Linked DNA regions of Zea mays: region 2 is linked to region 1. A link is a contact called in public Hi-C data. All regions are on one chromosome and are shown on one strand. The core of a region is the stretch at or near the end of the contact, and the rest is flanking DNA. Distances in the headings are between cores, read along the strand shown. Region 1 holds the start of LOC100285104 (calmodulin binding protein). Region 2 holds the start of LOC100280461 (nucleic acid binding protein).

The links. A called contact is a pair of places that touch in the nucleus more often than the background predicts.
Region 2: a Hi-C map of ear shows a contact between it and region 1, with 1.9 times the contacts expected there. The contact joins the promoter of LOC100280461 here to the promoter of LOC100285104 in region 1. A contact is called at or near these places in 2 of 25 Hi-C or Micro-C datasets (ear and tassel).

What each region holds. Positions count from the first base shown.
Region 1 is chr3:5,932,814-5,938,217 of Zm-B73-REFERENCE-NAM-5.0, forward strand. It overlaps LOC100285104 (calmodulin binding protein), which reads left to right and starts at 3,315. Exons shown (of 5, transcript NM_001157999.1): 1 at 3,315-3,676; 2 at 4,254-4,550; 3 at 4,673-4,900; 4 at 5,011-5,148; 5 at 5,232-5,404. The coding sequence starts at 3,605.
Region 2 is chr3:6,607,962-6,612,806 of Zm-B73-REFERENCE-NAM-5.0, forward strand. LOC100280461 (nucleic acid binding protein) reads left to right here and starts at 2,448. Exons shown (of 1, transcript NM_001153381.1): 1 at 2,448-4,153. The coding sequence starts at 2,553. The coding sequence ends at 3,665.

The DNA of each region.
Region 1 (5,404 bases), core at 2,065-4,564:
AACAATTACTCGTGGACCCACAGCACAGTGTTTAGGGTGATGAACAGTGATACGCTAGATCTAGGGGGAGAGAGAAGGGGACCGACACGTAGGGGGCGCGGTAGGGGGCACCGCTGCGGCCGTAGGGTGCCCCCTACGCGTCGCATGCAAGGGGAGGGGGAGAGGCACGGTAACCGCTGCGCACAGCCTGAGAAGACCAGGCTACCAGACAGACACAAGTCTCTCCCTGAGACCCTGACCTTGTTGCGTGCTCTTTCATATTTGGCCCTGCACTCGCCAGGAATCTGTGAGTTCGAGTAGGCCCGCAAAGGGTGTCTCTTCCTCTAGGTCTAGGAGTTTTTTCCCACTTCTTCTGCTGCTGGAAATTCTATCTAGTGTAGGGGAATATTCACGTAGATAGGTATCGACAGAAGTACTTTTACCCAAGGTAGATGAGGCTGATGATTGTTACTTTAGGTCTGCAAATCATGGCTTACAGGTCTGCATCTGTACTTGTGTATGTATGTATAGTATAAAATGGACTCGCAGGGATTGCAAGAGGAACAGCTTAAACTCTTTTTTTTCGTCTAGAATTTTTTTTTGCCAAAACGGTTTCTTTTTTTTTTCCCTTGACTAGTGTTGGGTCATACTTTGAGCTCCTATTCTTAGGTCGTGCTTGTACTGGCCCAACAAACCGACCTATATTCCCGGCGCTACCCTTGACCAGTGGCGGATCTAGGAGGGGGGCTGGATGAGCTCTAGCCCCATGTGCGTGGGAAAATAGTGGAGGAGGAAGGGAGAGGGAGGAAGAAGAGAACGAAGGTATAGAAAGGAAGAAGAAAAAGGAAGAGGAAGAAGTGGAGAAAAAAAAGAAGATAATTAATCTTTAGTCACAGCCATATGGATTTTGGATCCGCCACTGCCCTTGACAACATCTGTATATATTCTAATTTCTAAGCTTCATGATTGGATTCGGTGGTGTGGAAGTGGCACACGCATTTTCGAAACAAAAGCCATGATGATCCTAGTAGTGCAAAACTTTTATGACCTATTTGAAAATAAAGTATTTTTAGAGTTTCTAGACAATATTATGATTTATAGAAATATTAAAGTATAAACTTAAAGAACTCAAAAGAGTACGAGAATAGATTTCACTTCACCTTGAACCATTGTGGGAAGGGCCACGCTCAAATGAATATTTGTCTGCTAAAACTTCTACAGATCTTAGTAGTAGTATATAGGAAGAAACCTATATGAGAGAAAACATGAAAACTAAATCGCTACATAGATGCTAGGAAGATAGATGGTTGAGGATGTCACCTATCTTATTTATATATGCTATTACATATTCACAGGATATCATAGATATTTAGAGCTAAATAAAGTATTTATATAGTTTCTAGACAATAATATGATTTATAGAAATATTAAAGGGAAAACTTAAAGAACTTAAAAGAGTACGGGAATGGATTTCACTTCACCTTGAACCATTGTGGGAAGGGCCACACTCAAATGGATATTTGTCTGCTAAAACTTCAACAGATCTTAGTAGCAGTATATAGGAAGAAACCTATATGAGAGAAAACCTAAACCGCTACGTAGATACTAGAGAGATAGATGGTTGAGGATGTCACTTTATCTTATTTATAGATGTTATTACATATTCACGGGATATCCTAGATATTTAGAGCTAAATCTCTTAAAACCAAAGGCATAATGGCCCAAGTCCCTAAATATAGATATATGTCACCTCCGCAATGGCTCCACATGCCATCTCCAATTTCCGTCGGAACCGTGCCCCATGTTTGGAGGTCAAAACCGTGAAATTTGTATATATGTGGTTTTCAGGCTTAACTATCATACCGTTGCAGGTAGCGTACTCATGTAAACATATGTCCTGTCAGTCCTCGTCCACGCCGATCCACTCTGATATGTCCTTGCGCCTATCGATATCTCTTGATGTCAGCCACCATATCTAGTCACATGGCTTCTCCGCTGGCACACATGTCAATTTTGTGTTTGTAGAACTCGATCATGTGACTGAGGATCTATTTCTAACCTCTAAAACTAATAATTAGCAGCTTAAATTCGCTAAGAGGTTTAGAACGAGTTTGCTAATAGACCAGATAATTGTTAGCTATATATATATATATCTCTCTCAAACAACTATTAGTTGTTGGCTGCTCTAATCCATCTAACAACTTATTAGCGGGCTAACAATTGAACTCTAGATTTAAAACTAGGATTTAGTGTCTGAGGAGACCGACCGTGAAGCAAAGCACGGTTCAATTTTTGAATCCCACCGTGTCCTGCAAAGCTGCCCTGCCCTCACTTTGATTTCTCTTCTTTTCCTGCAAAACGTAAGCTTTGAAAACGATTACTACTACGAATAACTGCTCCTTTTTTCTGTTGCGCGCTTTCCGGCCAATCCATCAACGTCTTCTCTCATCCACGGAGCACGGAGCGCGCGCAGCCTGCTCTGCCTCCGCCTCTGCCTCTGCTGGCTGCTGCTGACTGTCCGAGACCACAGTGCGCGAATGCATTTGCAACGCAGACGCAGCAGCAGGGCAGGGAAAGGTCCCGGTTTCAGTGTTCCACACTTTCACCTCCTCCACAGTTCCACCAGCACACAGCCAATCTGGTCCTGGTCGTCTATGGTGGACCTGGACCGCCATGAATCCCAACACACACACACACAGCCGAGGACCGAGACGTGAGCATCAGGCACCAGCACAGCACCCGCCCTCCCCCGCCGGCCCGGTTCTCGATGCGGCGGCCGGCGGAACGCGAGGTGTTTTTTTTTTTGTGTGTGGACTCTGGACTCTCCTCCGGTCCCTCTTTCTTTTTACCGGCAGTCAAAAACTACAACTTTTCCTCTCCTATGAATGTGTGTGTCTTGTCTGTCCCGGCCCGGGCGTCCATGTCCATCGGACACGACGACGCCAGCAAAACAAAGGCCACCACAGCAGCAGTAGTAGGAGTAGGATAGGAGGAGCGAAGAGAATCCAATGCGATGTGGTGGGAGCTGCGATGGCGCATAGGATCCTACTCAAGTCGCGCTGCACGCTGCAGCTGCTTCCACCGGGTTGCATGCAGTGCAGCCGCGTTCATCCACGCACGCAAGTGCTGCCTTTTCGAAACCGCAGAATTTTAGGCTGCCGTAATGTGATCTTTTCACTACGAGTAGTAGTAGTAGTTAATAAAGCGAGTGATTAGTACTAGAGCGTAACCGATGGCAGCTGTCTGTCTGTGTCAGCTCAGGCCCTGGCTTTTTGCACGCATATAGGAGGAGTAACGCAAGCAGGCACACTCTGCATGCTTGGCCCGGCTTCCCTCCATTTCGAATTTCAAAACCCCCAGCGCCTCCTGCCTGCGCAGTGCCCACCCACCCGCTCCCACTCCAAAGGCTCCAAAGCCAAAGCAGGCGCACGCGCCACGCGCACCTCTGTCTCGTCTCTCGCCCGCTCTCCACTCTTCCTCCCAAAGCCTGCCGCCGCGTGGGGGGTTGCTTGCTTGCTGCCCGCTCCTCTCCCTGCTCCTGTGTCTCTGCCGCCCACCGCTTCCGGGAACAAGTCCGGTTGCCGCCGCCGCCGCTCTGTGCGAGAGGAGGGAGGGACGGAGCGGGATGGGAGGGTCCGGGAAGTGGGTCAAGTCGCTGATAGGGCTCAAGAAGCAGCCCGAGAAGGAAGACTGCAAGGTGAGGCGGGGAAACGAAATAGGTGTTCTTCGTTTCTCGCCAGAAATAGTCCCCCCGTTTTTACCAGCCGTTTTTTTGGTTTTTGTTTTTAGTCTGAATGGTTCCTGTCTGTCTTCTGAGAATTCGTGATTCATCCATGCTTCGGAGATTTCGTTGTAGATAGATAGGTGTCTCCATACATGCCGCTTTCTCGTCGTCGCAGGCTCAGCTTGAACAAAATTTCATTAGCCGTTACTTGTTCGTGTTAGCATAGGATTTGAAACTTTTTTCTACTCCTAGAAATAGTAGAATGGCAACCCCTCCTGCATCTGATACCGTGCGTCAATGGCCACCAAAAGCATCCCTCGCGGCACTTGTCTGTACTGATACTCGCTTTCTCGCCCCCAGACAAAAATCATTGTGTACCTGTATTTTGTACCGTACCGTATCTGTTCAATGCAAAGTTTTTTTTTCCTTCTGCTCAAGTGTTCAAGCGGAAGCTGAAGTCAAAATCTGACCTTGTAACTTGTATAGTTCACCCTGAATTTTTTTTCCTGGGATTTCTCATCAGATGAGCAACGTTTCCGTGCCTGCCCAGGACAAGCTGCAGCTCCCATCAGTCCACGGCGGAGGATTGCGAGGCAAGGGCCGCAGGTGGAAGCTGTGGCGGACCTCCTCCGGCGACCAGGGCTCCATGTGGCGCGGCTCCAGAGGCGGCAGCCAGCGCTCGGCGGCGTCGGAGGCCTCGGACGACGCGTCCTCGGTGGCCGCCGTCCCCGCCGACCCGTTCACGGCCGCCGTCGCCACCGTCGCCCGCGCCCCGGCCAGGGACTTCATGGCCGTCCGCCAGGAGTGGGCCGCCATCCGCGTCCAGACCGCGTTCCGCGGGTTCTTGGTACCCACATTTCCACCCCCGCGACACATGACATGACGTTTCTTGTTTTGTTTGCGCCGGTACTGGACGGAGGATGCGAGATTCGTGACGGGTTTTCGCGTCTTTGTTCGTGGTTGCTGAAGGCTCGGCGGGCGCTCCGGGCGCTCAAGGGGCTGGTGCGGCTCCAGGCGATCGTGCGCGGGCGGCAGGTGCGGAAGCAGGCGGCCGTGACGCTGCGGTGCATGCAGGCGCTGGTGCGGGTGCAGGCGCGCATCCGGGCGCGCCGCGTGCGCATGTCCACCGAGGGCCAGGCCGTGCAGAAGCTGCTCGAGGCGCGCCGCACCCAGATGGATATCCTCAGGGAAGCCGAGGTCTCAATTGCCTTCTCCTTTTCTACAAGATGATTCTGGCCTGGTTCTCAAACGCATCGGGTAGAAGACGAACAGACCCTCATTGCTGCTGTAATCTCTCTCTTTCCCAGGAAGGATGGTGTGACAGCCAGGGAACACTTGAACAAGTGAGGGTCAAGCTGCAGAAGCGGCAGGAGGGCGCAATCAAGCGTGAGCGGGCTATCGCCTATGCATATTCGCAGCAGGCCGACGGTGCTGCCAAATGCAATGTAGGGATCGTCGACACTTTGGTTGTGATTCTGTAGAACTAGCTGTGAATGTTGGTCTGAGCTTTGTTCTGCCTGTTCTGCAGCCACCGAAGCTTACTTCCAATGGACTGGTGAACCACTCCGGCATGCTGCTCAAGCACCAGAACTTAGACAAGGGCAACGGCAACTGGAGCTGGCTGGAGAGGTGGATGGCAGCGCGGCCATGGGAGAACAGGCTGATGGAGGAGCACAACTCCAGCTCCCCGGACTTCCGGTC
Region 2 (4,845 bases), core at 1,198-3,697, 670 kb after region 1:
TTCGATAAGATGATACAACAAAGGAAAATATGTATGTCTGTCAGTTTAAAGTTTATTAAAACATCTTCTCAGCGAGGTTACTAAGATCATTGTACGCGTCAAAACGTTTATCGTTTCTGGATTTAACAATGAATATTTCAAGGTCACGCCTTAACTTTATGCAATCACAGTCACTGAAATGTTCTCTATAAATCTTAGCAAGTTCCCTGTGAGTCCGTCCCTAGATATAGGACTGCATGCTCATGTTGATCTTTTTCTAAAAAACTAGGCAACCGGTGCGTATATTCAATCAGAACAGTACCTAGGTCCAAAGTTCTCTCTTTGACGTGGCGCCCAAAATACGTCTTGACAAAAAAAACACGTATGTCTTCCATCTCTGCTTGACTTGTGCCTGTCACGAGAAAATTTACTGCACAGACACTAATCCAACGTAATGTTGTAATAGGGAGTAGCGCGAGGGACTGTAACTCCGACGTAGAACAACTCAAACCACTTACACAAACATGCGTGACTTGTAATGGCGTTTAAAAACGGCAGTGCTTCATGTCTGTCGTGGAGCGCACCTGCTTGTTTTAACCTTTTTATCACAGTCCACCACGAGATATACAAACTACGGTAATACGAGTAGGGCTGGAAACGAGCCGAGCCGAGCTCGGCTCGGCTCGCCTATTTCACGAGCTAGGAAGAGAGAGGCTCGGCTCGGCTCGGCTCGCGAGCCACACCCTGATATATATAATTGCATTATCTAGTGAATTATTAGTATATAAATATAAATATATAGATATCATTTATCATTATAAGTAATCTAAATTATTAATTGTCATATATTTATCATGAAACGTTAAGAAATAAACTGACTATCTATAAAATTATCCAATATCCATTATTATTGTACATATTAAGTAATTTGGCAAAGCTCGCGAGCCGACTTGGCTCGGCTCGCTAGAGCAACGAGCTCAAAACACTGGCTCGGCTTGGCTCGCTCGAGGCTCGCGAGCCGCTCCGCTCCGAGCCGAGCCGCTCCGAGCTCGAGCCGGCTCACGAGCCTCGAGCTTATTTTCCAGCCCTAAATACGAGTGCAGATAAATAAGGCCCTGTTTGAAAGCGCCCAATTTTTTAAAAAAACTGGTTTATAAAATTGAGCTGGTTCTAAAAATGCTAGTTTATAACTCAATTTATAGGAATTAGATTCTTAGCTTCCTTAAAATCAAGAAGCTGGTATCTACTAACTAAAAGGTACCAACTGCTTTATTAAAAACTGAGTTACTTTCAAACAGGATCTAAGAGAGGAAACATATAAATTAACGGCAGTTTGTTTTTGGTATGCTGCACCTCATACGTCTCATTCGTATTTTATTCTGGTATCCCGTGGTATAATAGGTCCTTTGATAAGGCTCCTATACCAGCTTCTTCATGGGCTTTATTAGGGTCGGAGCCGCATGAAACACGGCACGAGCGGAAAAACATTTTGTACATAAAAACAGATCATAATTTACAATTTAACACTAATTTATTTTTTTCTATTTATATGGATTAACAGATGATTGGTTGTGAGGGGCTCAAGAGATTTTATTTGCATGACGGATGCAAAGATTATTTTTTCCCCACGAGCAAGCAGCACTTGTGGCGTCCACCCGGAAGAGCGCCACTGCGCGAGCAAACACAAAAATACAAATGAACGATCGCCTCTAATCTGGAAGAGATAGACTTATCCAAAAGAAACTGCCGTAGCGTTAATTATAATAGAAAGAAAGCGGTGGATATACTAGAATTACCTACCTACCCGCGTCCAAAAGCAGTATACCGCCAAAGAAAAGCAGCGGCAGGACAGGACTGCCTAGATTCGTGAAGGCTACCAAACCCAACTCACAGTTCCAAGTTCCAACCCGCAAACCAAACATCGCCGTGCATATTGCATACTGCCCTCCCCCCGCCATCTGCATGTGTCCAAAACAGAGGCGCCACCGCCAGCCCGCAGCCGCAGCTCCCAGCCTTCCACCCCACCCCAGGTTTCCAGAACCTACAGGAAGCATGGCGGGCCGAACCCGACCCGACCCAACCCAACCCGGGACGCAGATGGGGCCAGTGTCTTGCCGGGGCACCAAAGTATCGTACCATGCCGTCCCCCCGCACCTCCCGCCCGACGTGTCCCGAAGCGGGCGCCCCACCCCCACGCTCTCCACATCGCGCTCCGCATGCCTGACACCTTCCCTCCACGCGTCCGCCACTCACGCGATCCTTGGCGCTTCCGCGTTCCCCTCATCTCACTGACCGCGGGCCACCCCAAAATCGTGGGTGCCCGGACTTGACGCGGCGTTACCTTATCGGGGACCCCGTCGTTTGCCTCACCCCTAGTTAGCTAACCGCGGTCGGCTCGCGGCCCGAGGGTACGACCATGGTTAGCAGGCAGCTTTATAAGCGAGCAGCCCTTCGGCCTGGTGTCCCTCGTCCCCAGCCCGCGCACTGCCCCCGGTCTCTCTCTCTCAACACACCGATAAGCCCAGTCCACCGGATCTCCCGTAGTCCAGAGACTGAGTTGAAGGAAGGAAGCCATGATGATGATGGGCGAAGGCGTGAGCATGCCGCCGTGGTCCCACCACGTCCCTGTGAGCGGCGTCGACGAAGGCGACGAGATGACGCCGTACCTGCTCGCGGCGCTGCGCCAGTACCTGCCGTGCAACGACGCCGGCGCCGAGGCCGAGGAGGATGAGGCGGCGGCGGCGGCCGCCGCCATGGCGGCGGGCGTGGACGGCTACGGCTGCGACGAGTTCCGCATGTACGAGTTCAAGGTCCGGCGGTGCGCGCGCGCGCGCAGCCACGACTGGACCGAGTGCCCCTTCGCGCACCCGGGGGAGAAGGCGCGGCGCCGCGACCCGCGCAAGTACCACTACTCCGGCGCCGCCTGCCCGGACTTCCGCAAGGGCGGGTGCAAGCGCGGCGACGGCTGCGACATGGCGCACGGCGTCTTCGAGTGCTGGCTCCACCCGGCGCGCTACCGCACCCAGCCCTGCAAGGACGGCACGGCCTGCCGCCGCCGGGTCTGCTTCTTCGCGCACACCGCGGACCAGCTGCGCGTGCTCCCGCCCACGCCTCAGCAGCAGTCCAGCCCCAGGGGCGCCGCCTGCTCTTCCCCGCTCGCCGAGTCCTACGACGGCTCCCCGCTCCGGCGCCAGGCGTTCGAGAGCTACCTCACCAAGAGCATCATGTGCTCGTCGCCGACCAGCACCCTCCTGTCGCCGCCCAAGTCGCCCCCGTCGGAGTCCCCGCCATTGTCGCCCGACTTCCGCCGTGGGTGCTGGCCGGGCGCCGGGTCCCCCGTCAACGACGTGCTCGCCTCGCTCCGCCAGCTCCGCCTCAGCAGGGCCAACTCGTCCCCGTCGGGCGGCTGGTGCGGCTACCCTGCATCCGCGGTCGCGTACGGATCGCCTACGGGGGGCGCGCTCTACGGCCTGTCCTCCACCCCGAGGGCCACCGCCGCATCCTGCTACATGGCCAACCTGGACCCTCTCGACGTCAGCTTCGGCGGCGACGACGAGCCCGTGGAGAGGGTGGAGTCCGGCCGCGCCCTCCGCGCGAAGGTGTTCGAGCGGCTTAGCAGGGAGGGCGCTGTTTCCGGCGACGCCGGTGGCCCCGACGTCGGTTGGGTCTCCGACCTCATCAACTGAGCGCGGCGGCGGCAGTGGCAATAACAATGGGCACGGAGAAAGGTGATGGTGAGCCGTAACGGAGAAGGATGGTACGGAGTATCCAAAAAAAAAATATTTCCCTATATTTAATTTCGTTCCTCAGTTAATTCCGATAATCCCCGTGTACATATCTATCACCCTGTGAATATTCTCAGTTGGTAAGAGGGAGGATGCTAGGTGGTGGAAGTGGAAGGAGGGGTGGATTTGTTTTGGGGTTCTTGAGGGTAGTAGAAAATATCCAAGAAAAATAGAAAAAAAAAGTGTACAGCAGATGCAGTAGCGCGGTGGCGGTGGTTGTGTCCCTCTTCTGTGCATAGGGTTAGGGTGTTGGTGGCGAAGCATGGCGGGGGCTGATGTGACGACGAAGGCGGGCCGGATTTCCACCACGGCTTGGTATTTCTGTGATTCCGGAACATGGTAGTTTGATGTTGTTTTTTTTAAGTTAGTGGACTAGTTGGCGATTGCAACCTGCTTGTGGATTACTCTCCCATTTTGTTATGTAATCTGTTAAGACATCAGCATTCCCTACAGCATATTTTGTGTACCTACGTCTTAGTAGTTGCCGAAATCTCAATCAAAATCACCCGCTATTGGAGGTGAATTTCCCATGTAATCTTCTGCTCATGTAAATGGTTTTCTTTTTAATGAATCGATGTTTATCGCCCTAATGATCGATGTGTTTTGTCGTCTTCTGCGCGACTGCGCGCCCAGTGTTGTGACTTGGAGTGGATCGTGGATCCGCTGCCAGCTGCCTCCGTTTGGATTGGGCCGGATGTCGGGGCCGGGCGAGACCGCGCGAGTGGATCTTGCGAATGGTGCGGGAAAGTGACGCAGGAGCTTGCAAGTGGCGATGGTTGGAACAGTGTCGGCGATGTGGCCTTCGGAGCTTCCGCGAGCGCGACCGGCGGGTGCCGCGGCACGGGAGTCGCCCGGTCGTTTTCGCCCGCGGCGGAGGGAGGAAGAAAGGGAGGCGTCGCACGGCCGCGGGTCTCGTCGCTGTCGGGGTCGCCGCTGCACATGCGCCGCGCTACGCTGCTGCTGCTGATGGTCCCTCGGGCCCTCCGGTCGCCATTGAAACCGGGGTGGTTCGTCGCTAGTGAGTTCAGCAGAGCGTAGCACACGCGTCGTTCTGATGTGTTCGGAGGTGCCCACGCCACGC